Regions from separate parts of the Mus musculus genome. Here all the other regions are linked to region 2. The links are chromatin contacts, called in public promoter capture Hi-C maps. All regions are on one chromosome and are shown on one strand. The core of a region is the stretch at or near the end of the contact, and the rest is flanking DNA. Distances in the headings are between cores, read along the strand shown. Region 1 holds the start of Cdk19 (cyclin-dependent kinase 19). Region 2 holds the start of Pdss2 (prenyl (solanesyl) diphosphate synthase, subunit 2). Region 3 holds the start of Cdc40 (cell division cycle 40). Region 4 holds the start of Hace1 (HECT domain and ankyrin repeat containing, E3 ubiquitin protein ligase 1).

The links. Promoter capture Hi-C pulls out the DNA fragments that hold promoters and counts their contacts. Capture Hi-C pulls out chosen DNA fragments and counts their contacts.
Region 1: a contact with region 2 is called in a promoter capture Hi-C map of adipose tissue, with 4 times the contacts expected there. The contact joins the promoter of Cdk19 here to the promoter of Pdss2 in region 2. A contact is called at or near these places in 1 of 39 promoter capture datasets (liver) and 1 of 9 other capture datasets (adipose tissue).
Region 3: a promoter capture Hi-C map of liver shows a contact between it and region 2, with 9 times the contacts expected there. The contact joins the promoter of Cdc40 here to the promoter of Pdss2 in region 2. A contact is called at or near these places in 4 of 39 promoter capture datasets (liver, neutrophils and pre-B cells), 4 of 484 Hi-C or Micro-C datasets (CD4 T cells, CD8 T cells, erythroblasts and 1 more) and 2 of 9 other capture datasets (adipose tissue and liver).
Region 4: a promoter capture Hi-C map of pre-B cells shows a contact between it and region 2, with 5 times the contacts expected there. The contact joins the promoter of Hace1 here to the promoter of Pdss2 in region 2.

The regions. Positions count from the first base shown.
Region 1 is chr10:40,347,937-40,353,993 of GRCm38.p6, reverse strand. It overlaps Cdk19 (cyclin-dependent kinase 19), which reads right to left and starts at 4,686. Exons shown (of 13, transcript NM_001168304.1): 1 at 4,273-4,686. The coding sequence starts at 4,400.
Region 2 is chr10:43,220,209-43,226,411 of GRCm38.p6, reverse strand. It overlaps Pdss2 (prenyl (solanesyl) diphosphate synthase, subunit 2), which reads right to left and starts at 4,926. Exons shown (of 8, transcript NM_027772.2): 1 at 4,352-4,926. The coding sequence starts at 4,650.
Region 3 is chr10:40,878,741-40,884,707 of GRCm38.p6, reverse strand. It overlaps Cdc40 (cell division cycle 40), which reads left to right and starts at 1,565. Exons shown (of 15, transcript NM_027879.2): 1 at 1,565-1,821. The coding sequence starts at 1,633. Wasf1 (WAS protein family, member 1) reads right to left here and starts at 881. Exons shown (of 9, transcript NM_001379453.1): 1 at 638-881.
Region 4 is chr10:45,576,468-45,582,696 of GRCm38.p6, reverse strand. It overlaps Hace1 (HECT domain and ankyrin repeat containing, E3 ubiquitin protein ligase 1), which reads right to left and starts at 4,868. Exons shown (of 24, transcript NM_172473.3): 1 at 4,547-4,868. The coding sequence starts at 4,622.

The sequences.
Region 1 (6,057 bases), core at 3,437-5,936, 2.9 Mb after region 2:
CACCCAGACAGATGCTGCTGCACTGATTTTCCGTGTCTATCTACATGTAGTTACACGTGAAGGACTTCATGAGACATTAAAACATGCCTACGTACCCTAGTCCTCAGCTGAAACCTAAGACAAAACTGAAACTCTTAGGAACTCTGGCAGCCACTCCACTTTCGATTACCAAGTACCTTTCAAAAACAGTCATACAAAGCAACTTTTTGTTTTCAATCAGTCTTGGAAATCCAACTCACATTAGTCAAGTTTTCATATATAATCCTATGCCATAGAATCAGGTTTTTATGACCCTTTTAATGAAAAGAATTTAACAATATTCCTTTATCAGTCATAATTAAGTGCTCCTAACTAGAAAGATACTGTTTTCAGACTTGTCACTATAAAGTTTTATGCCCAACTTTTTTTGAAACAGGGTCTCAGGTGCCCCAGGCTGGATGGAACTCATATATAGCTAACTACAGCCTTGAGCATCTGATCCTCCTGGCTCCATTTCCCAAGTATTGGTATTGTGTCAAGTCCGGCTTATACAGTATAGAACCTAGAGCCTCTGTGTGCTATGCAAGCATTCTACCAACTGAGCTACATCCCCAGCACAGTGTGAAACTTTTTACTACTAAGGAAAAAAAATCTTATGAATTCTTACTCATACTAAAAAATTCTAAGATATCCTAGAGCTGGAAGCATAGCTCAGTGGCAGCGTGCATGCTGGGTATTCCCAAGGCTCTATATTGGACCTCAGAACCAGTAAGTAAATTTGGGCCAACAAAATGGTCCAGCAGGTGAAGGCACCTGTCTGATAGATAACGCCAGCACGGCAGCTTCAATTCAACCCTCAGAACCTATATGAAGGTAGACAAGATCCATGCCACAAGGTTGTCTCCTGACCTCCAAGTGCATGCCACAGCTCACATGTAATATGTCTAATAAGTAAATTGTAGGTAATTAATTTTCAGCCTGAATTTTTTTTTTTTTGGCATTTATTTCCTTTGAATACCTAGAGGAGAGAACACCCACATGTCACAGGTGTGGAAGTCAGAGGACAGCTCTGTGGAAATGGGTATCTTCAACCATGACAATCCCCCAGGCTGCGGCTCAGGCCTCATGCGTGCCAGCACATTCTAGGCAGCAGGTGTGCCATCTTGAGGGTGCAAGCCTGACTGCTTTTTACAGGGGTCAATATTTTCATTTTCCTTCCAAATGAAAAATTAATGAAAAACATTTTTATTAAAGGAAAACACTTTGGGAGAAATAAGCCACCGTGCCATGTTGAACAGCAAAGAAACTGATACAACATGTCAAGTAAGCTAGAAACAACATTTCCAATGTTTCAACACAATGACATTCTAAGTGTCTGAGGAGACATTTTTACTCTGGTGGAAACAGTATACAATGTACAAGGGATCAAAACATCACTAGTACCACTGTGTATGAAAATCTTTATGCAACAATTAAATATATAAAGGTGAAAAACTCAAGACATGTCTTATATTTCTAGCCTGCTATAAATACACACTGCATTGTATTGCCTATTTTAAATCTCATTTGAAAATCTCATTTTGAAGTAACTAACAACCTGTAATGTTATTCTAAAGTTCTGACAATTTTTATTTATATGATAGAGTACATTTATGTGTGTGTACACATATGTATGCATGTATATGCAATAGTGTTATATACACTAGAATTATTTTTCTCTAGCAGGCCCTCATCTTTCTTGCTCCCTAAAATAGCATCGCACCACTCATTTTCCTGAGCTTACCAAAATAAAATGTAAAGAGGGGAACTGTAATTTAGAATGACCAGAGGATAAAATCCTTAACTATCCAAATCCGTATCACATTTGAGAACTACCACTAAAACCTTCTGTTCTTTCAAATTGCTGATTAGTAATGAACATAAAACTAATCCCACTACCAAATCACAAGAGACTTGAATGTTTAGTGTAAACCCAGGAATCTGAACCAGACTCTTAACCCAAGAAAATCAATAAATAAAACCTATCATGGATTGTCTTACATGCGATATAGTGGTCTGAACATGTGATATAATGGTCTGAAAATATATTTTCATATTCTAAGTGGTTTTTTGTTGGTTGGTTTATTTTGTTTTGTTGGTGTTTTTGAAACAGGGCTTCTCTGTGTAGCCATGGCTGGCCTGGAACTCCATCTGTAGACCAGGCTAGCCTCCAACTCAGAGATCCATCTATGCCTGCCTCTAGCTCTAAGTGTTTTGGTTTTTTGTTTTGTTTTGTTTTGTTTTAATTCTACTTTGAAAATACAAAAACTGACCTTATTTTATGTACTCTACTTTACCAATTTCACTCATAGAATAAGTGTATTTTAATCAATATCCTTATTATATAGTGAAAACTAAGAAGCGGAAACTGTTTCTGTTGTAATCCCATCTAGTCTATGTGACTCAGAAACAGAATTGTTAAAGTTCTCAAAGACTCAGGGCAAATGAAAATATTTTAAGATATTTTTAATGAAAACTTTGTGTATTCTAGATGACATGTATCACAACGTTAGCACAGTCCCTGGGGATACGGGAAAATCCAGCCCAACAATGGAACCACAGTGTCCAAATGACAGCACTGGATTTGCTTTCCCCAAACAGCCCTGTGAAGAGTCCCACTGGAATATCAATTTAATCAGGAGAGTGGCTATGCCAAAAACAGAGTGCAAGTCAATTACAGTACCCTCCAGCCCCTGGTGTGCACTCGAGGACATGTGGTAATTAAAAGAAACAGCTCAGACAACTGAGTAGCTTGGCCTAGACAGGTCTACCTGCAATAGCGATTAACCATCATCCTTGAGTTCTGGACAGTACCTGTAACTTTCCAGGTACTGAGTATGAGACACTTGGTACGACTGTGCTCTGGCTTTCTTCTTAGAAAAGTAGCTCGAGCACTGCTTACTTTGATGCGGGAGCGCCTCACCAACATTATCAAATCACAGCACTGGGAAGGAGGGGCCCCAAGGAGCACTTTAAATCTGAGGTATGGTGATAATCCGGCTTATCAAAAATGCCCCATCACAATCCTTAAGTCTCCCTTTTGTATAGTCTGACAATCGTTTGAGTCTAAGTTACAGAACCTAAGGGAAAGGAATTCCTTCCAGAAAGGAGCCAAGGTGACAACTGGCTTTAAACTCACCATTCCCAGGCCTGAAGTTTGGTTCCACCGGGCCAGCTCTTACAAGCCAGTCTGACCACCGGCCCGAAGGGGACATTCTCGATGCTTTATCAACTTGTCTTTTACTGATATAACAATCCATAAAGACTTCCCAAGAGATTCCTACAGATCCCCTCAACTAAGGAAACGGCAATCCAGGCTCAAGCCTGTCACTCCGTTTTCTGTTCTTGGTGGTCTAGGTTCTCAATAAACACTACCAAAGCTCACAGCCATTTGACAGAGGCTAAGAACTTGAAGAAATCAAGATTTCTTCCTGAAGAAAAGAGAAATGGACCAGGTTTGGTGGCATACGCCTTTAATGATAGTACCTGATTAGCAGAGGCAGGCGAATCTCTCCGTTCCAGGCCAAGCAGGGCGCACAGATACCCTATCTTAAAGGGGGTTGGGGGGAATTAGATAGCCAAGATATATCTTATACCTAAGATAGCCAAGAGGCAGGAAAGATAAGCAACCAGAGAACACTTAAATCTTGTAATATACAATTTATCTCTCTCCAGGGTCCACCTTCAGAGTGCTGAATTCAGAATATTAAAATGTGGGAATCGGGAGCAGGATCGGGAAGTCCCCAGGTAAACATCAGAGATGAAGTCTGGGTTGGCAAGGAAGTCAGACCCAAGGGGCCAGCCAGGACCCCAAGCGCTGCGCCACCAGACAGGAGGCGCCCCCGCGAGCTTTCAAACCGCCGCCCCGGGAAGGCGCTGCGCCGATTGGAAGTTCCACCACTACCGTCACCAGCACAGGGCCAAACCGGTAACTCTTCAGCCAAGCCCTCCGGAGGGTCCCCGGGGACCAGACCCCTAAACTCCACCTCCAGGCGCGGTCTCCACCCGCCGCCCGCTGTTAATCACGCAGCCGCGACTCCAGGCGGGACCGACGCCCCCGACGGGGCTGCGCCGTACGACTTCGAGGGGCGCGACCGGCCAGCGGGGGGCGGCAGCACCAGTGCCTCCGAGTTAGCCCCGGGACGTCGCTCTGCGACCCACGCCGCCTCGTCCCGGGAGCTCCGACCCACCCAGCCCTCCGGGGCTCCGCAGCGGAGGGGACGGGACGAGCCCACTCCCCGCTCGCGCTCTTACCCATCTTTCCGCCTCGCCTTGTAGACATGCCCGTAGGTGCCGCGTCCCACTTTGCACCCTTCGTACTCAAACAGATCCTCCACCCGCTCCCGCTCCGCCGCCAGCTTCGCCTTGAAATCATAATCCATTGTCTGCTTCCCCCATAGAGAAACCGGGACGCGGGGGCCGCCGCCACTCAGTCCCTCCTCCACCGCCGCCGCTCCACTTCTCCAACAGCCGTCGCTCGGGCGCGCGCGCGCCGCCCGCCGCTCCGCGGTCCGCCTTCAGCAAGGGACTCCTCGGCGGCCGCGGCAGCCACCTCCTCCGCCTCCTCCTCCTCCGCGGCGGCGGCGGCGGCTCCCGCAGGCATCTACAGTCCCGCCTCCTCCCTTCATTTCCTTGTTTTGGAACCTGGTGGGCCGCGCCGCGGCTTTCTCGAACTCATTAAGGAACCAAGCGTCCCGCCCCAAGGTCGCGAGCCATTCTGGGAAATGTAGTTCAAGAGGGCTCGTGAGTTGTGCTACCTCCTCGGGAGCGGGGAATACAGTTCCCAGAGTTCCTGGGGCCTTTTGGGCCACGCCTCCACAAGGCATGTACGCCTGCGCTCTGCCGCCGCCCCACCCCCTCAGCGCGCGACTGCTGTTCCTGTAAACTGTAGCGCAAAGTTGCAGCGGGATTTTTGCGAGCCCGTGGGAGCTGGCGGGAAGGACACCTTTGCTGAGCTAGGAAGTAGATACCCGGCCCTGACTGTCATTAGGCTAGAAAAGCGGGAAGCACCTCACGAGAGCCTTGCTCTAGAGCTCATTCCGGCGCATCCGGAGCTTAGGACTGGGGTTTAGACAGTTGTACTACACATTGTTTGTTTTCTTGGGCAATTGATCCTCTGGTTGCCCCGCCCCTTGCCTCGGCTTATTGGCAGAGACTGAAGAGTGACGTCCGCTTTGGTGCCTGGTTATCTCCGGCTTTGGCTGTTTTCCCGCTCTTGATTGGTAATTGGATGTGCTCGGTTCTTCCTGATAGGTTAATCTTCTTTCTTTACGATGCAAAAACCGTATTTCAAAACCTGAAGATTCAGCGGTTTCCCAGCTCTTGCTAGGGGAACCGTGTAACTTCTACGGCCCACAGCCAATCATCTTTTTCTTGGCGCTCTAGTCGGTTTTATCCTAACATATGCGGGTGCGGTAGCCTAGCTTTAGCCATCTGTCTGAGAACAATTAAAGCGCTTGGAAGATTGCAAAAATGCAGCGTTTTAAAAACAATCGTTTTTGCTGGGTAGTAAAGCGTGTTTTACAGTAATGGCGAGGCTCACCTAGGGGTTTAAGGTATTTATCTTGCTCATGACGTTGATTCGTTATGGTGTCTGAGGCTCAGAACCCATCACCTCAAAGTAGTACTGTAAGAACTTAGAAAGTGCCTTACTAAAAATGTGACCCACTGCATATTGATGGCTTTTAAACCGAAAAGAAATTGAGATCCATTCGACACGCGCGTTTCAGCTCTCTTCCACTACCTAAAATAAAAGGCAGCATTTTATAACAAGATTAAATTTAAAAGGGAAATTTGATAAGGTGTCTGTGTCAAAAAGGCAGCTAAGCTATCCATAGACAACATTATTGCTGGGGAGACCATCTAAACAAAGAATCGACTTGTTATTTCCTCTTTATTTCCTTCCCTCTCCTTCATTTATCTCCAATACCTACTAAAACTTCCAATTCTTGTTCCTCTCTGTATGTCATGAGCTTCAATCATCAGGCCTTTCGATTTCATTGTGTAGGACTCCCGTGCGTACATCTATAATATGAACTG
Region 2 (6,203 bases), core at 3,677-6,176:
ATTCAGTACTGAAACACTAATAGTTTTGCGACTTGGTGAATATTCACATTCACAGGGATGAATAAAAGCTGAAAAGCTCCAGCCACTAAGATGAAGTTATGAGTCTGAATTGTGGAGAAAGAACCGTATTTTCACTGCATCACTGTATTCAATGTTTTTTCACTGAGAAGGGCTTTCTCACAAGCCAAATCCAGGTCCAGCAGTACTTTCCAGACAGTTTAGAACTGGCCATACCTTTGGAAATCACCTTGAGAAACTCCTTACTTCACTGATGAAATGAGCTGCCTGAAGTCACATGCTGTGTGCTTTCAGAACTGAAGTTAGAGACAGTCAGTTATCTCCCAAGCCTTTCCTCTCCCCCTTCTCTTCCTTTCCCTCCTAGTCTTCTCTTATCCCCACTATGCCTTGATTTGAAGTGATGTATTGTTGTAGAAATTTTTAATCCCAATCAGGGTTTCTACCCGGCCTTTGACCATTTAGTTCCAGATAAAAGGCACACACAACTTCATATTTACAATAAGCCTTGATCAGCACTAGAGCTGGGCAGATATTTACATTCTATGCTATTAAAATCTATTTCCTATTGATAACCCCAACTTATTACTTACATGTTTCTTTCATCTGGGCTGCTCTTAACTACAATTGGCCAGCCTTCAGGGCCATGTTTTCTTGACTCCTATCCCATGGAAACTTTCTCTGCCTTCTCACCTTCTTGTCTCCCTCATGGTTTTCCCCCAGCCTCCCAGCCCCCCAGGCCCAGGAACCCTAAAACCTGCCTATGTCTCTTCTGTCCAGCTATTTACTGTCAGAATCTTTATTCACCAATCAGAAATAACTTGAGGGCAAGGTCACACAAATCACTGTGTCTACATGCCGACTCTCTTGATCTCTGGGACAACCAGGTCTTGGGGGCCTGCACTTTAGCATTACAAGACACTGCAAAAGACCAAACCTCAAAAATTCCCCTTTTTAGCTCCTTTTCTCTCAGATATAAATTAAATACAATTACAACAATTATGAAAATTGTAAGGTATGATATACATTTATAATGTCCAGTCCATTTTATTTGGCCATTTAGATAAAGTATTTTATCATCTATACTAATTAATGAGTTTACAATTCTGCACCTCACTTATCTTTGATTTTTACTTGTATTATATCTGAAACCCAACTTTTTAAAATCTAGAATACCTTCCTTGATGCTAAACAACATAAGTTTAGTTGTGAGACTATAACTATCTAGTCTTCAACACCATCTGAGCTTTGAAAAGGAATAAATATTATTTAGGTATGCAGGAAGCATAGGGATGAAGCTTCTAAAAATCATAGAAATGACAGAGATAGCTTACTGTCTGGACAGTCCCTAATGTTCCTTATAACACTGGAGTATCTATCTTCAGCCTTCTGGCCCAGAACATCTGACAGACCCCAGATGAATCAGGAATTATGAAGGACTAGCTTACCCTATCTTGGCAATGCTTAGCAGTAAATTATCCTGCAAACAGCATTTTGTCTATAGATAGTACATTTCTTGCCCAGAGGCTAGCTTACCACAATTGAAACAACTGTATATGGAGGTATCTTAATAAATAAAAATAATTATCTTAATTATTTTAAATTGTTTTAATTGTCAACATGAAGGTAGTTATAATTTCAGTGATTATAATTGTATTAAATACTCTATGACAGAGGTCAAAGTAGAGCAGATCTAAATAAAAAAGAGCCTGCAAAATTGAATCAGTCTATACTTTAGATTTTATACTTCAGGTTGCTGGAACAAAGAAAAGGTATTTTGGGAGAAGGGCTCTGTATTTGTGTTAACAAGAAAAAAAAAAAAAGGTTTTAGACTCCTTCCAAAGTAATAAGGATCAGACTTGATAGAGGGAGACCCCCCTGAAGACCTTGGCTGCAGTCAGGAAGGAAAAAAGTCAAGAAGACCAAATAGGACAGGTAACATAATTTGCTGATCCCTCTATATGGGAACAAACCTGAAACTGGCTGAAACATAAAAATGTCTCTAGCTAGAACTTCAACTATACATAGCCAATGAGTCTTGTTGGCAACAGAGTTCTTAAAATTCATCACGCCATCCTTTCATATGGCATGAATGAAGATTTATTACAATTTGGTTATTAATCAAGCTGACTCATAAAAAAGACAGGTGCCTTTCACCTGCTCAAACAAGGAGCAGAAATTCATCCTTAACTGATCTATGCACCTTGCTCTACTTCGGAACCACATACCCAACCTAACAATTTGGTTATTTGAATACATACATTCCAATGTATGCATATACTACATTTCATTAATAGATTTACCCACCAATGAACACATGATCAGCTTCTACCTTCTGCCTATTGGAAACAATACTAGAAACATAAATATATAACTATCTGAGACTCTGTTTTCAAGTCTTTTAGAAATATACTTAGAGGAAGAATGGCCGAGTCACATGTTAACTCCTAATTTTGGGGAGGATAAAAACTCTTCACTTTGCATAACCCCTTTAGGACTCATTCAGGTGTACACAGTGATATCAATTTTTTTAAAAAAAAAATCAAATTGCATTTGTATTTGAGAGAACACATGCAGGTTTTAACAAGTGTGTATACATGTGAGGCAAGAGTATTTTCTTTATCTTGCTCCATCTTATATTTTGAGACAAGGTCTCTCATTGAACTCATTAATTATGTAGGCTGGCTGGCCAATGGGCTCAAAGGCACAGCCTGTTTCCACATTGCACCCTAATACTTGGGCTACAAAACCCACTTGCACACACTTTCTTGGCAACCAGCTTTTTTGTCAGTACTTGGAATCTAAACTCAGGCCCTCAAGCTTGCACAGTAGGCAATTTAATGACTGAGACATCTCTTCAGCTCCACCAAATAGAGCTTTATGGTTATGGATATATCACAGTTTGATCAACCATTGACCAATAAATGACGTTTGAGTTGGTCAGGTTGGGGCTATCCCAAATACCCACGCTGAGTATCATTCTCTTAATTATCAACATTTTGCTGTCAAGACTTTGGCAAATTTACAGCCAACTTTCAACACTATAAACACCCCTGTATAGATTCTGATATAGACAAGGTGTTTTTTTTTTAATTATTTCTTTAGGATAAATGTTTATGAGTATGATGGTAAGATGTATAATTTAATCTTATTTAATTTAATCTTATAAGAAATTTCCATTTTCCAGATTGGCCATACTGATTTACATACATGCCAAATTTAGTTTTTCTGTTTCTTCACCAGGATGTCCTTCTGTAAATCTGTATTTCATTCCTCTTAACTTTGTGACAGATCTCATAGTAATGTAAATCTGCAATTCTCCTATGGCTAGTGGTTTTGAACATTCATAAGCCCACCTGCCATCTTTTTGTCCAGCTCTTGTTTGCTTTTTCACTTTTGAGTTTGAGAAGGAGTTTCTTGTTTAGCACTGAATTTGCTGGTTTAGCTAGACGAAATGTCCATCACACTGCAGAGATCTCCAGTTTTCACATCCTCAGTACTGGTATGAAAAACCTCCACTTTTGTTGCTGGCGATCCAAACCAGGTTGTAGGACTTGTTCAACAAGTACTTTGGCAAAGACATCTCCCCTAATCCTCTTTGTACTAGTTTTATTCTCATAACTTTTCTGTGTGCTTGAAATAAACTACGAAACATGAGGTATGAGTTGTTTTTTAAGTGATAAATTTTTTTTTAAACCCTAGTGACAAGTTTAACACTAGTCTGGCATTAAGTGGTAAAAGCGTCAGAGGAAACTGACTTCAATCTAGATAGTCCAATACCTGGATATTTGGGGGTTTTTTTGTTTGTTTGTTTTTTGAAACAGGGTTTCTCTGTGTAGCCCTGGCTGTCCTCGAACTCAGAAATCCGCCTGCCTCTGCCTCCCAAGTGCTGGGATTAAAGGCGTGCGCCACCACTGCCCGGAGCTGTCTATTCTGCCTGTCTCTCTTGTCTTAATCTTTCTGTAGGTAAACAGCTTAACTTGCTCTGTAGACCAGGCTGGCCTTGAACTCAGAGATCGCACTGCCTTTGCCTCCCAAGCTCTGGGATTAAAGGCATGCACCACCATTGCCCGGCTCTATTCCATTTTTAAAATACCACTTCTTGACTGTGACTAAATAAGTATACATCTCTGATACCTTGACAAGCCATGAAGCATCTGCATCTCTAAAAGTGAAGAGAAACTGTAAAACACGTTCAAGTTTTTCTTTTACGAAAACCATTTATCCTGGGCCAAGTAGAAGAATGTTAAAGGGACACCAAAGAATACCTTAAAAGTTCAAAAGAAAGTTAGAATCAAGGAACTGGCCAGACCCAGAGTTACCATGGGTCGCTCACCTGGCAGTGGTAAGCAGAGGGTGTCCCGTCCCCACCAGCTTCCGCACCTGCATGGCGATATTGCTGAGCTCGTCGCTCAGCAGGCAGCGCAGGCTCATGAAGGATGCGGGGTAGCCCACGATCTTCTCCGCCTCGGACACCACCTGGTTCCAATGGGCCGGTGACCTGGAGGAGCGCCCGCGCCAGGAGCCCGCCGAGGAGATGCTGTCGAGGGATCTGAAGTACCACCAGTGGCGACTGGGGGGACCTGAAGCCCCGAGGTAACCGGACAAGCGCAACAGCAGCTGCCGGAGGCTCATAGTTTTGAGTCTGAGAGGGTCGGGGACCTGAGGAAGGTGGCCAGAAATGACACGGGAAGCAAACAAGGGCTGAGGAGAAACTTTCAGAATCTAACAGGAGACGGCGATTCCAAACCCTCAGAGAAGTATGGCTTTCTGGAGCCGTAACCAGGAATAACGTTTGCTGCTTCTGCAGCGCAGACTGGCGTAACCCCAGCGGCTGCTCAGAACTGCACTGGATACCTGCGCTGGTAACCACAGCCAGTGCCTACATGGGGGGCGCCATGTTGGAGGCATGAAATGCGGCCTGCCGTAAAGATAGGGGCGGGCTGATGAGCGGCAAAGAGTGCTCTTTACTTTACGGCACAGCTGGGACCTCCCCACTAAGGGGCGGACCCTCAGTGATGACCGGAAGGCGAGAGATGGAAGGGAGCCTGTGCCCCAGGACGTCGGTGTCCGCCCTTTGGCACCCCGCTAGCCCTGGATCTAGGCGCTCTCGGGGTCTCTGCAGCGTTTCTCCCGGCCCAACGCAGAGTGAAGCTTATGTAAATAAATGTCTGTATCGTGGGTCCGCGGCGAGATCGTAGGCCCGTGGCGCAGGCTCGTCCGGAAGCCTTTTGCTCCTGGGCGCCTTAGGCCCTTGGTGGGGGCCGCGGACCCGGGAGGGCGGCCCCGCTAGCTGGGCGACGACGTCTCCTCCGCGGCCCCCCCAGAGCTGGAACGCAAGTGGATCGGTGAGGCTGAGCCCTGCTTCCCTCAGCTTCCTGGCCGAAGTGCCAGGATTTCTGTGAAAAATCCAGAAAATAAGGATGCTGTGAGAATGGAATGAAACGTCGCTTGCTCCGGGACTGAAAATTCACTGGCATGAGTGCATTTCACATATTAGCTCACTTAATCTTTTGTTGAGTTTTAAAGATAATACTATTCCCCGGATTTTAGGGGGGATGGGGGGGAACGGAATGAGGCACAGCCAAATTGTAAGTTGTTATGGTCACATTAAGCAAAATGTGAACCTAGAGGATCTGGTATCTTTTTTTCTCCTCTCCTTTGGGTACTAGGGATAGAGGCCAGGCCTCATGCAGTAATGCTAGGCTAGTGCTCTACTTCGGAACCACATACCCGACCTAACAATTTGGTTATTTGAATACATACTCTTAACCACAACATTAAGTAATATGTTACCAAAAATTCTTTCTCATTGCTAAAGTAAAATTGTCAGTGTGACGACGCTTTCAGTGTTGGATGGAACGTTTTTTTTTTCCCCTAGGCCACAGTGGCCTGAGACTTCTTACTGTGTAGCAAACTGACCTGTAACTTCTTGACCCCATCCACCTCTCAAGTCCTGGGATTACAGACGAGGGCCAGAGGGCCACTCTGCTCTTCGGGTGCCACCTATTCAAGCACGTCTAGCATCTTGCCCTTTCTAATTAGACAAAACAAGTGTTGAAGTCCTTGTTAATCATAAAAAAATTAAAAATTACAAAACCTTAAATTCAATCCCTTGGGAAGAAAAAAGTAACATTAAGATCAGTAATATAAAAATAATAAACGACTTGTTACCTACATTTTACACT
Region 3 (5,967 bases), core at 316-2,815, 2.3 Mb after region 2:
GGTGCAATGGATGCTGCATAGTTGAATAATTATCTGGGTGGCACAATGGGCGAGTCCTGCCGACATCAGAGCCCAGCAAGCGTCTCCCTAACTCTGCCCGAGGAACCTCCCCATTTCCAGGCATCAAAAGAGCCAGCACCCTCTCTGCCTTCTCTTCCAAACTGGAATATAAAGGGATGCCCGCACTCGCTTTACCATGGTCGTGCAGAGAGCCGCGGCGCAAAGACCCGCGGCCAGGGCTCGCTTTTCAGAACCGCTGGCACGCCGGGCGAGCCGAGGGCTCCGCGACTGGCTGCAGCCTTCGCCGGCGCCGATGCACAAGGGCGGAGCGGCGGGATCGGAGCCCCGAACCCCGCGCCGCAGGTGAGAGCCGCAGATGCTGCACCCAGAGCAGCCTCGGGCCAGTCCCCGCGCCCGAGATCCCACGCCTCGTCCTCCACGCGCAGCCCGGGCTGCTGGGCGGCGGGCGCGGGGGAGCCCGGGATGGGGGCGGGGGCGGCGCGCCCATCCATCGCCGCCGCTGCAGACCCCGGCTCATCCACACGCCCCTCTCGGCTCGGGTCGGTGGAGAACAGTTCCCTCGTCAGGACCCCGGGAAGAAAAAAAAGGGACAAAATCCTGAGAGACTCGTGCTCACCGCGAAACCGTGGGGGGCTCGCGCCGTACCCCTTCTACATGCTTCGGCGGCTGCCGCCGGTCCGGCTCCGCACTGGGGCGCCACCAGGAGCCCCTCGGGAGCGTCGGGCTGCGGGATGGAAGCCGCGCCGGGCACTGGCTGAGGCGCCGGGCCGCCGGGAATGCCGCCGGGGGCGCCCACTGCTCGCCCGAGCCGCGGTGCGCTCGACGCGCGAGCGAACAACACCGCGAGCAGCCGCTGCCCTGCGCCGCCCCCTCCCCGCGCGACGCTCCACAACCGGGCGCGGGGACCCGCGCCTGCAGCAGGGGGAGCCGCGGGGCGCTCTCCGCCTGGCCTCACGACCTTTCCCCGGAGCTGCACCGGACGGGTCCCAGGTCTCTGAACTTAGGATTCGCACTCTCCCCTCGAACCCTGCAGGGCGTACGGCGGCATGGTGGGAGAATGAGCATCCACCCACTTACCCGTCCGTGGGCAAGAGGACGGCGCTTCCCCCTGTCCTGAGGCTCTGTGGTATTGCCCGATCCGCACTTTGGGGGAGGGGGCCGGAGAGAACGGTGCTGGGCTCGGGAATGAGGGAAGATGACATCCAATTGAATGAAGCATCCTCTTGGGGGCGGGGTCGAAGGCAGGCCCCCTCTGCCGGGCTCCACCTCCTCGCTCCAAACTACATTTCCCATGGTGCCGCGAGCTCCTCGCCGCACTGTACGCCGGGAGTGAAGGTCCTCGAGGCTTCAAACACATCTCAGGACTGGGTCTTTAATCAACGAGGTCCTGAAAGTTACAAATAGTTGTAATCCCTTGTGCTTCTTTAGATAAATGTTTGTGAATCTCAAGTTTTGATACAGTTATCTCAATAATAAAGTTTTTTTCGAGAAGTTATAAATGATTTTTTTTAAAGGAGGTAAATATCGAGTTCCATGACAATCTGACAGGACCTGGGAGACGCTGCTTCTTCCGCCTTGGCCTGGCCTTAGCAGAGAGTATCTGTTGCAGTCATGTCGGCTGCGATTGCAGCTCTAGCTGCTTCGTATGGCTCGGGCTCGGGGTCCGAATCGGATTCGGACAGTGAGGGCAGTCGGTGTCCGCTGCCAGCCGCGGACTCTCTCATGCACTTGACCAAATCGCCTTCAGCCAAGCTCTCTCTGACCGTGGCGGTGGACTCGGCTCCGGAGGTGGCAGTTAAGGTAAGTGTTTTGGACACTAATAAGCTCAGGAACTGCTTTCAGCTCGTCTCGGGTTAGAGGCTGGTCTACCTTGGCGCTGAGAAGTATGTAACTAGCGTTTACATCTCTTCCCACATCCTCCTTGACGATTAGAAGTACGGAGCAGCTCTCCACTAACCCCTGTCCTTCCTATCTCCGTCGGATAAAATTAGTTCAGGAGAGGAGGAAAGTTTGAATTTGTAGACTAAGATGTAGCCTTATTAGATCAGTTATAAGTTCAGAGCATAGATAATATTGGATCAAGACTTTCAAACTAGAATTTGTACCCTCACTAGAAGTGAGCCACGGCCAGGCACTGTTTTGTTTTTGAGGAACTCGGCACGAATCCTGGCTTCACTACTTTCAAATTACACAACGTTCTTTTGTACAGTTGTGCAATGAAGATAGCTGTATAAAAACATATTTATCGGGGGGTTATTGTAAAGATTGAGTGAAATTATATGGTAAAGATTATAGCACAGAGCCGAATATCTATCTAGTGGAAAGCGATACATGTTAGCTATTGTGATTCTTTGTGTTAATACAATGAATGGGAAAAGGACATAAAGTTTAGGAAGTAGCATGCACGAACCCAACCGAGGAAGTTGATAAAGGGGGAAACCCAGTTCTATAGTTCTATAATATAGTTCTCTATGGAGCATGTATTGTTTCCCAGTAACAACAGGATTAAAGCCACAAGGGTCAACCAACCAGAACATCTTTGCTATCATAGTTCATACTGGAATCATTCTCGTGGGTGAAACAACCAATTAAATGTGGACAAATAAAGTAGTTACAGATTGAATTGAACACTGGGTGTCCGGGGGTGGGGGGTGGGGTGGGGATGGGATGGGGTAATAACCACAACAAAGAATAAGGTAGAAGTGTGATTTTTTTTTTGTGTGTGTAGATTGCTCAGACAAATCCTTTCTTAAAAAAATAAAAATAAAAAAATAAAAAGTTGCCAGGCAGTGGTGGCACATGCCTTAATCCCAGCACTTGGGAGGCAGAGGCAGGCAGATTTCTGAGTTCGAGGCCAGCCTGGTACAGAGTGAGTTCCAGGACAGCCAGGACTACACGGGGAAACCTTGTCTCAAAAAACCAAAATAAATAAATAAAATAAATAAATAAATAAATAAATAAATGAAATGTCAATTCGAAGAGAGAGAGACCACGTTAGCTAAAGCAAGAGTTTCCAAACTTAGGAGAAGACTTAGTGTGTCTTGAGCCCTTTGAGAGCATCAGTCTGTAGTAAGCCCTGTGTGAGTGAATGACCAGCTCAAAGACTGACGAGGGAAAAGAAGAAGATTTCTAACTAAGCTCTCCCTGGGTCTTGTTTGTGTCATTTATGAAGTTGAAGTTTTTTATAAGGACATCTGGCATGAAAGAACACTGGGAAGTCTATCTTTAGAACAGAACAAAGCTCTGCCAGCCTATGACTTTCCAGCAGCCTTCCCCGTGTGTTCCTTAGACATTCCAACTTTCAGTGCTATGCATTGTTCCCCTGATTTGTCACAGGGTTCCCCACCCCAGCTCAGTACAGTCTAGCCTTGGCTTCTTGATTAATTACTTGGTGGAAATGGTGTTCCAGGCCTTTTGCAGTCATGAGACCGTTCTGCCATCTGAATTAAATCTCTGCATCAAATAGCTCTTATAATTCCTTTTCTCTATTCTTTAGTTTTCCTATGATGTCCACCGAGCTATCCTCAGCCTTCAGGTTCCCTATTCTTCTGCCAGCCCTGTCAGCATTTGGTTTTCTAGGTCTAGGCTGTTATTTCAAGTTTCCCTCCACATAGTCTCACATATTTTTACTGCAGTATATACTTCTGGTGGCTCACAGGTGACCACAGTGAAGAGGTTAACATAGGCATGAATCAAGATTCCAGTATTATTCATATCTCCCTCTAGCACTTAGCCACATGGCCTCCTTGGAGACATCACTTAAGAGCTCTGAGCCCATTCTTACTCATCCTTCAAGTATGTTTAGCTACCAATTTTCAAAAATGCAAAGCAATTTTAGCTGTAACAATTATATACTGATTAAATACCAGCTGTCCTAGTAAACTCCTGTCTTAAACTCCATGCCAGCTTTCTTAATGTTTTTTAAATCTTATCCAGAATGCCTCTTGTGCCCCTTTTGTATGGTGTGCTAAAAGCTTAAGTGTCTTTCTAGTGCACGTTTGTATTCCCCATTTTGATTGATCCACATCCTGCTCATTGGCTCAAGCCACAAACAGAAGGCTCACCGTTTTCCTTTTCCTCAGCCCCGCTAACTCGCTAGTTAGTTGTTCAGCCGCTACCTCCCCTTCTAACTCGCTTGTTAGTTGTTCAGCCGCTACCTCCCCTTCATCGTGTTTCTGGCTGGTTGGTTGGTTTTGCTCCCCCCCCCCCCCCCCCCCGCAACTCGATCTCTTCCTCTCTGTTTTCCTTAGCACAGCCTTCAGAGCATCCTTTCCTCTGGGAATTACTCTTGACTTCTTGAGCCTTTGCTTTTGAGTGACAGCTACTCTTTCCCACTGTGACTGGGTGATGTTTATCAAATGTCTCTTTCTTTTTCAGTTGCCACCGTTTAGTTCAGATTCTCTTTAAAACAAGAATAACTTTTTGTGTACTTCTTTCTTCTAGCCGCACACCCACGTCTTTCCTACACAGTACATCAAGACTGTTCATTCCTAAATTCAGAACTCACATCCCCTCCCCAAAGCATCACGCTGTCTCTTAGATAAGCACTTCATGCTTTATACGGCGCGTGAGGCCTGCCGTCCTCAGTGCTGAAGGATCTGTAAAGCTCACAAGGTTAACAAGCTCCTTCTCAGGGTTCCCTTGCCTCCCTCATAGACCCAAACCTGTGATCCCCCAGCCTCAGGCTCCTTGATTCTTCTATCTCTATCTTTTTGTCGTAGCCCAGGGCATCACTTAACCACATTTCTAAGTTCATTTCCGGGGCCTGGAGAGTGTTCTGTCGCCAATGCCTTGTACACAAAAGAAAAACTAAAAGAAAAGGTCTTGACCAAGTAAGGACATGGAGGATCAGATTTGGAGTGGAGCAGGCACTGGCTGGGAGGACGCTTCCTCTCCATCTTGTTTACTTCAGACTCTAAGGAATGGTTCAGTACGTAAAGAGAATGAGTTGGAATCAATCTCTAAGATACCAGCGGTGCATTGAGAGCTGGGCTAGATCCCCAGCTGTGTGGGTTCTGTAGGAGATGAGCAGTGTGCACCAGAGAAGGAAAGCTCCCTGAAGTAAAGGGGTTAGAAAATTATCAAGGGGAGAATTGTGAAGCAGGAAATTACTCGTGTCTGTTTGAATGATTCTCTTGTGACTGAGAGTATTTGGCCAAAAATAAATGTATGCCCTGTTGTGTTTTTGAGGTAGGGGGTGGGGGTGCATGTTAAAATGCCCTTGTGGAGGTCAGCGACAACTTATTCCTTGGCTCCCTAACTCGCCAGTATAGCTCCAGGGTCTGAGGGAAACTTGTCTCAGAAGTAAAGTGAAGCATGATTAAGGAAGACCCTTGACATCAAACACACGCGCACACACACGCACACACGCGCACACACATGCACGGCGGGGGGTGGGGTGAGGAGGGATTGACTAAAGGTTTAGAAAACAACTGATCATGTATATGGAGATTCGCAAACGTCAGTAAAGGACCAAGTTCCAAGCATGACTTACACTGTTGACCTCATATACTTTGTCAAGTCTTTTTTGTTGATGTTCATTTCGTTTTAATCAACACAGTAAGACTGCAAATACCATTATTATTTTGTTAGTACAAAATACCATCTGTGGGCTAAAGTTTGCTCATATTCTGGAGTTTGCCAACCCCTGTGCTAGACCACAAAATAACACTCAGTAACCCAGGTCCCGTGACACAACAGTCCCTGGCCTCAGTGCATCTGTATTGAAAACTAGGCACAAAGGGATAAGTTTGCACATAACCATAAACTTGCCTTTTAGCCAGAGTCAAACACAACAAGATGTTTTGGGTTGGTTGGATGCAGACAGGACCGTGGATATCCCAGGATGACCTCAGACTCACTAGGAAGCCAAGGGTGACCCTGAACTTCTGATCCCAAGTGCTGTGATTATAAACCTGTGCCACCATTCCATCCACACCAAGACTT
Region 4 (6,229 bases), core at 3,619-6,118, 2.4 Mb before region 2:
GCATCCTTTCTCACACTTGGAGCTTCTAAACCATGACAATCCCAAACCTCATAACCAACTGTCAGAAACAGGTAATACCTGTACTTGTGAACCTAAATGCTTTAATCGTGACAGTACATGCCTAGCAGGACGGCACACCTACAATCTCAGCATTTGAAAGGCTGAGTCGAGAGGATTTGCCTTCAGTTTGAAACCAACCTATAGTACCAGGCTGGCCACAGCTACACAATGACTCTGTCTCAAGAAAACAAAACAAACTAAAGCACACAACTTAAGTAAGCATTAGTGAGCATCAAAACATTTGCATTAATTATATTTATATTAAAATTTAGATAGGGATCTCATATTTTTAAGTTTCACCAACCTTATAAAGGTATAGATCACAACCAGGCATGGTACCTCACAACTTTAATCCCATCCAGCACTAAGGAGGCAGAAGCAGGTAGATATCTGTTGAGTTTGAGGTCATCCTGGTCTACATAGAGTCCCAGGACACCCAGGGGTACATTTAGTGACCCTATGTCTCTCAAACAAGATAGATATGGATAGACAGAAGGATGGATGGACAAAGAGATGATAGATCACAAACATTAAATGTAAGAATAATAAAATAAAACTGTAATGTTAAAATAAGACTATCAAAGGGCTGCTCTTTCAGGAGATGCAGGCTCAACTCAATTCCTAGCACCCACATGGTGAGTCACACGCTCTCTAACTCCAGATGCAAGTGATCTGACACCCTCTTCTGTCCTCCACCAGCACTAAAGTGTAGAATATACATACATTTAGGCAAAAATATCCATATGCATAAACTGATTTTTAATTAAAAATTCTTAAGGAACTAAGAAATACTATACTAAGAATATTTGTTCTCAGATACTTCCTTCTCCACATTCACAAAGATACCTTGAAAGGTGGAAATAGAACACTTTCTAAGGATGGGAAAATCAGATAGGTTGACCACTTTTATTTACACGGTTTTAGAACTAAATTACTCAACAGAAGACTATATTGACCAAAGTGTACCTATTACTGTACATTCATTTCCTCTTCAAACCTAGGGTATTTTGTTCCTTAAGCAGTCTTGAATGAAAGTTGTATATCAGAGCCCTCCACTCGCATCCCTTCCTTGTATTTGTTCTCCTTTACTACCTGGCAGGATTTGGCTTTTCGTTCCAGGATTTTTCTGAAGCATTTGTCCAGCATGAACCTGGTGATCCCACCTTGCTAGGGTGAGTGGCCACAGACAGCTGAGCCATTAGCCTTTCCTCACTGCACCATGCAGGCCACACCTTCCTTCCGGTAGACCTGGACTCCTTTTACCAATCTGTGGGCCTCTGTAATGTCCTCTTACAGCCTGACCTTCACCATCCTTTCAAACGGGCACAGACAGAACATCAGACTTCTGCCTCAGCTCTCTGAAAAGTGGGAAAGATGTATCTTCCTCCACACGTGAAAAGGACGCTGAGAAGCTTTTTTTTTAATTAGGTATTTTCCTCATTTACATTTCCAATGCTATCCCAAAAGTCCCCCATACCCTCCCCCCCCCACTCCCCTACCCACCCACTCCCCCTTCTTGGCCCTGGCGTTCCCCTGTACTGGGGCATATAAAGTTTGCATGTCCAATGGGCCTCTCTTTCCAGTGATGGCCGACTAGGCCATCTTCTGATACAGCTAGAGTCAAGAGCTCCGGGGTACTGGTTAGTTCATATTGTTGTTCCACCTATAGGGTTGTAGATCCCTTTAGCTCCTTGGGTACTTTCTCTAGCTCCTCCATTGGGGGCCCTGTGATCCATCCAATAGCTGACTGTGAGCATCCACTTCTGTGTTTGCCAGGCCCCGCTGAGAGGCTTTTTACAGATCCTGCTTTGGTCAGAAGTCAGATGAACTTCAATTTGACTGCTGCTCCAGCAATGTCCACAAAACGGGAAAGATGTAGTGTTGCTGTTGTTACTGTTGCTGTTGTTTTTAAAGCTGGCAGTTATTCTGACCATGAATCAAACACATATGCTAAAATGCACTCAAATTCTATCCTATTAAACAAACTACCTTCAATGTAAACCTAACAGTTTAGTTTTCTCCACATAGTGCACAATACACATGAGCCTTCTAAGACTCAGAGAGGCCACATCTCCAACATAATTTCTTTGCCTTCCCCTCCTTTTCTTTCACACTTTGTTATCCCTGCGCGGGATGACTCGTCCACATCACTCACTAGTAACATAAGGGGCTCTCTCAGTATCCCAGTCAGTACATCAAGTGTCTACTTATTAGTGCTATACAACAATGTTAATTTTACTGTAAAAGCTGATTAGAAACATACTTTAACAATTTATTCTAATTATAATTAGATATTTGTTGACTGCTAAATTCTAACAAAGCAAAAAAAAAAGGTTATTTCTTAATTTTAGAAAGATCTCAGCACTTCTGCTCAGTCTTTTTTATTATTATAAAAATATAATAATAATAATATTCCAAAGCATGCTCGTGAAGGCCAGAGGACTACGCTGTGTAGTCAGTTCTCTCTTTCTGTCTCTACATGAGGTCTAGGGATCAAAGTCAGGTAGCCAGGTCTGGGGAGGCCCCTTAACACACTGACCCCGTTCATCAGCTTCTCTGTTCAGCCTTAAAGTGCAACCACAATAATTTGTATTTTTAGAATTCACTGAACATGATGATCTACCTGAAAGAGCCAAACTAAGAGAATTCAAAGATTCATCAAAACAATGGTAAATTCAAAGAACAAAATGAACAAATTCACTGTAATCAAATGAAGATGTGTAATCAAAGAGATGTGAGCAATATGCCATTTTTTGCCTAGCAACAAGAGGAAACACTTTATTTTTAATTGTAATATTTAAGTCTCCAAGCACTCAGACTGCTGACCAGAACTTCCCAAAGACTAGGTTAAGAAACTGATAATTAAGGTCTTTTAAATGTCGGCTGTATAATTAAATCCTGCTCATCTTCTAGGAACAAACCCTAAGGAAACAGAAGACTAAGCCTTAAGGACAAAGCTGTTCTTTTAAAATCAGTAAAAACATTAAAATGTTAAAAAGCAAGTTTTTGTTTCATTCATCCTACCAAGTCCTGCCAAATCATTAACTACATTTATGGATACACATCCACGATGTTTTCTAAACACAAAACAAGACACTGTATGAAAAATGTTAGGTAAAAATGCAAAAAGATTGTTTACTATTGTGAATAGAATGACAGATTTTTCTTTATTTTTATTATCAAATCTTTCTATAATTAAAATATACAAAATATATAAATATATTTAAATATAAAATGTTTAAAACCAGGAAATATTATCAAAGCCTTTTATATCATATTTATGCAAAATGCCGGATATAAGTTAACAATACAAATAGCAATGTTAATAACCTACGCACACAGCCCTCATCAGCTGTTACCAATAGATAGCATGACATCAGGAAATATGTGAAAGCAGCCCCTAGTGAAAAGATTCACAGAGGAAATAAAGAAAAAGTTGAAGCTGACGTTTACTTCCTAAAACTAGATTGTTCTAAATTGTTTCAGTCTAGGAAAGTAACAAATTAATATATATATATATATATATATATATATATACTCAGAAACAGTTGCCACAAATTTTCTCTACTCAGAATCATAAAGAATAAAACTTTTCAAAAAAAAAAAAAAAAGTATCCCCAAACTCACAAACTCCACATTTCTTTTCATCACTCTCCTTAGCTAACTAAAACGAAGTTGGTGGGGGGGCGGGGGGGGAGGTGGAATAAAGCAAACTGAGCAGAGCAAGGTAGGCGAATGCCTAGAATCCAAATTCTTGGAAGGCTGAGGCAGGAGGCTCTAAAGTTTGCAGCCAGCCTGGGTTACAAACCTGACTGCCTTGTCTCACCGCCACTAAAATTAGTCTGACTTCACAAGGCATCAAACAACGCCCCCAGCCCCGCCCCACCTCCTCTATTTGGAGTTTGCCAAAGCAAAAGTTCGAAACAGAGCTTTTATTCCGGTGTGAATTCACACACACACACACACACACACACACACACACAGAGTTCTCACCCAGCCCACAATTCACACACACACACACACACACACACACACACAGAGTTCTCACCCAGCCCACTCAACCCAAGTCTGCAGGACTAAACGATGGAGGCAGGCAAGCTACAGCAGGAATGCCTGCTACACCAACAGAGCTGCACAAACACACCTGTCTGGTGGCTGCCAACCTTTGTCTAGTGCCAAAACCGAGGCGCCCCGCATTTCAAATAAATCCTAGCCCGCCTACCTCACTCTGTAGCTTAAGCAAACCCAGCACGTCCCCAGCCCGAGCCCGTGCGAGGCGCCACCGCACCCTTTCCCAGTGCGGGGCCCGGACCCCGCGGAACGCATTTCCGCTCGGACCGAACCCCACCGGACAGCCCGTCCCCGTCCCCGGTCCCCGTCCCCGCCCCAGCCCCAGCCCCCGCCGGCCGCGCCCCCGCGCCTCCCGCCGACTCCCCCCGCCCGCCAGCCTCGGAAAAGTGCAGCGCGCGTTCTCCGGGCGCCTCACCCTCGGGCAGCTCCACGGTGCGCGCGCGGCGCAGCGAGCGCGTCAGACGGTTGAGCTGCTCCATCGCTCTCTCCATCCTCGGCGCGGCCTCCGCGAAGCCCCCGCCGCGCCCGCGGCCTCCGCGACCCGCGCCCTACATCCCCGCACAGGCCGGGAGAAGGAGCGAGCTCGCTGCGGCCGGCGCCCAGGAACGCTAGGATGCTAAGCCGAGTCAGTCCGCCGCACCGACGGCTGCCAACCAGACCGCGCTGGGGTGGGCACCAGCCGCCGCCTCCGCTCGCTCGCGCCTTTCCTGCCGCGGCCCCGCTTCCCTCCTGGGCTCGCGAAGCCTTCTGGGAACTGTAGTTTCGAGCTGGCTGGGCCGCACTCCCCGACGGAGCCACGCCTCTATGGCATCTATGTGGTGATCTGTAGGTTAGACTGAGCAATTTGTGGAAATACTTTGTGGGCTTTCACGCGCCCTCACGTTCTTCCCTCCAAAGTTGTATAAGAGCATCCTCCCTCGGTTCTAACACACCCCAGTAAAGCAGATTAGAGAATTTCAGTTATTCCTAAATTCATCACCACCAAGCTAAAACAGATGTACTTTTCTATAAACAAATGCCTTAACTATCCTGCTTACAAATTAAATTTTGAACAGTAATAAAACTCAAGTTCGAAAGCAAAATTGTAGGTTTTTTTTTCCTTTATTGTGACTTAACAATGCCTTGTTTCTCTTGCTGAGTACATTTCTAAGAACAAGGACACAGCTCTATCGTATGCCCCGTCATATATATCCCTGTACTTAGCACAGAAAATGATGCCAACTCCAAACTTTGAGGAAAATCTAAGTGACAAACAGGAAAAACAAATGTTAATTTGGTAAAATGCAATCTCAGTTCCCATGACAGGCCCCAGTGGGCGAATCAAAGACTTCAAAGCTGGGCATGATAATACATACAGGTTATTCCCAGCACTCAAGAAGCAGAGGCAGATGGGTCCTGAGTTTGAGGTTAGCCAGCACACACAATGGAGCCCCGTTTTAAGATGATGGAGGTATGAGCTTTGAGCCTACTACATGTAGCCCAGGCTAGCTTTGCATTTGATGTGTAGCTAAAATGACTACATTCTTTGTCTCTACCTCCCCAGGGCTAGGATCTGTACTGCAGCCCTGAAGGGAAAGACTTCCCCTTCACAAGTGTTACAGCTCTGCTCCGGGCTGCAGGAGGGGGGAGTTTTCCCAATACAAGTGTAACAGCTCTCTGCTCCAGGAGAGGATGCTCCAGTGAAAGGGTTACATCTTTACTAGAGAGGGATCCTGGCAATCCAGAGCCAAAGAATACCACAAAGTCACATCACACACAAGACCTCACACAAGAGGTTTAGTAGAAAGGCAAAACCCAAGAGAGTGGCTGCCACTGCTCCGATGAAAAGCAGCAGGGAACTGAGCAGAAGGCAGGGCTTATATAGGCTTATATATTTATCTTATATAGGATTGTTGGGGCTTGGAGGTGGAGCTTTCCAAGCCAAGCTTGGGTGAGCGCAGGGGTTGGTGGGTTTTGCTCTTCAGAGATTAGTGGGTTTTCTTGTTCAGGGACTGGTGGGTTTTCTTAACCCTTTTGTCCCACACTCACTACCACACCTGGTAGACACAAAACCTCAATTATGACAAAAATGGTTTAATAAAATTTAAGTTGGAATTAG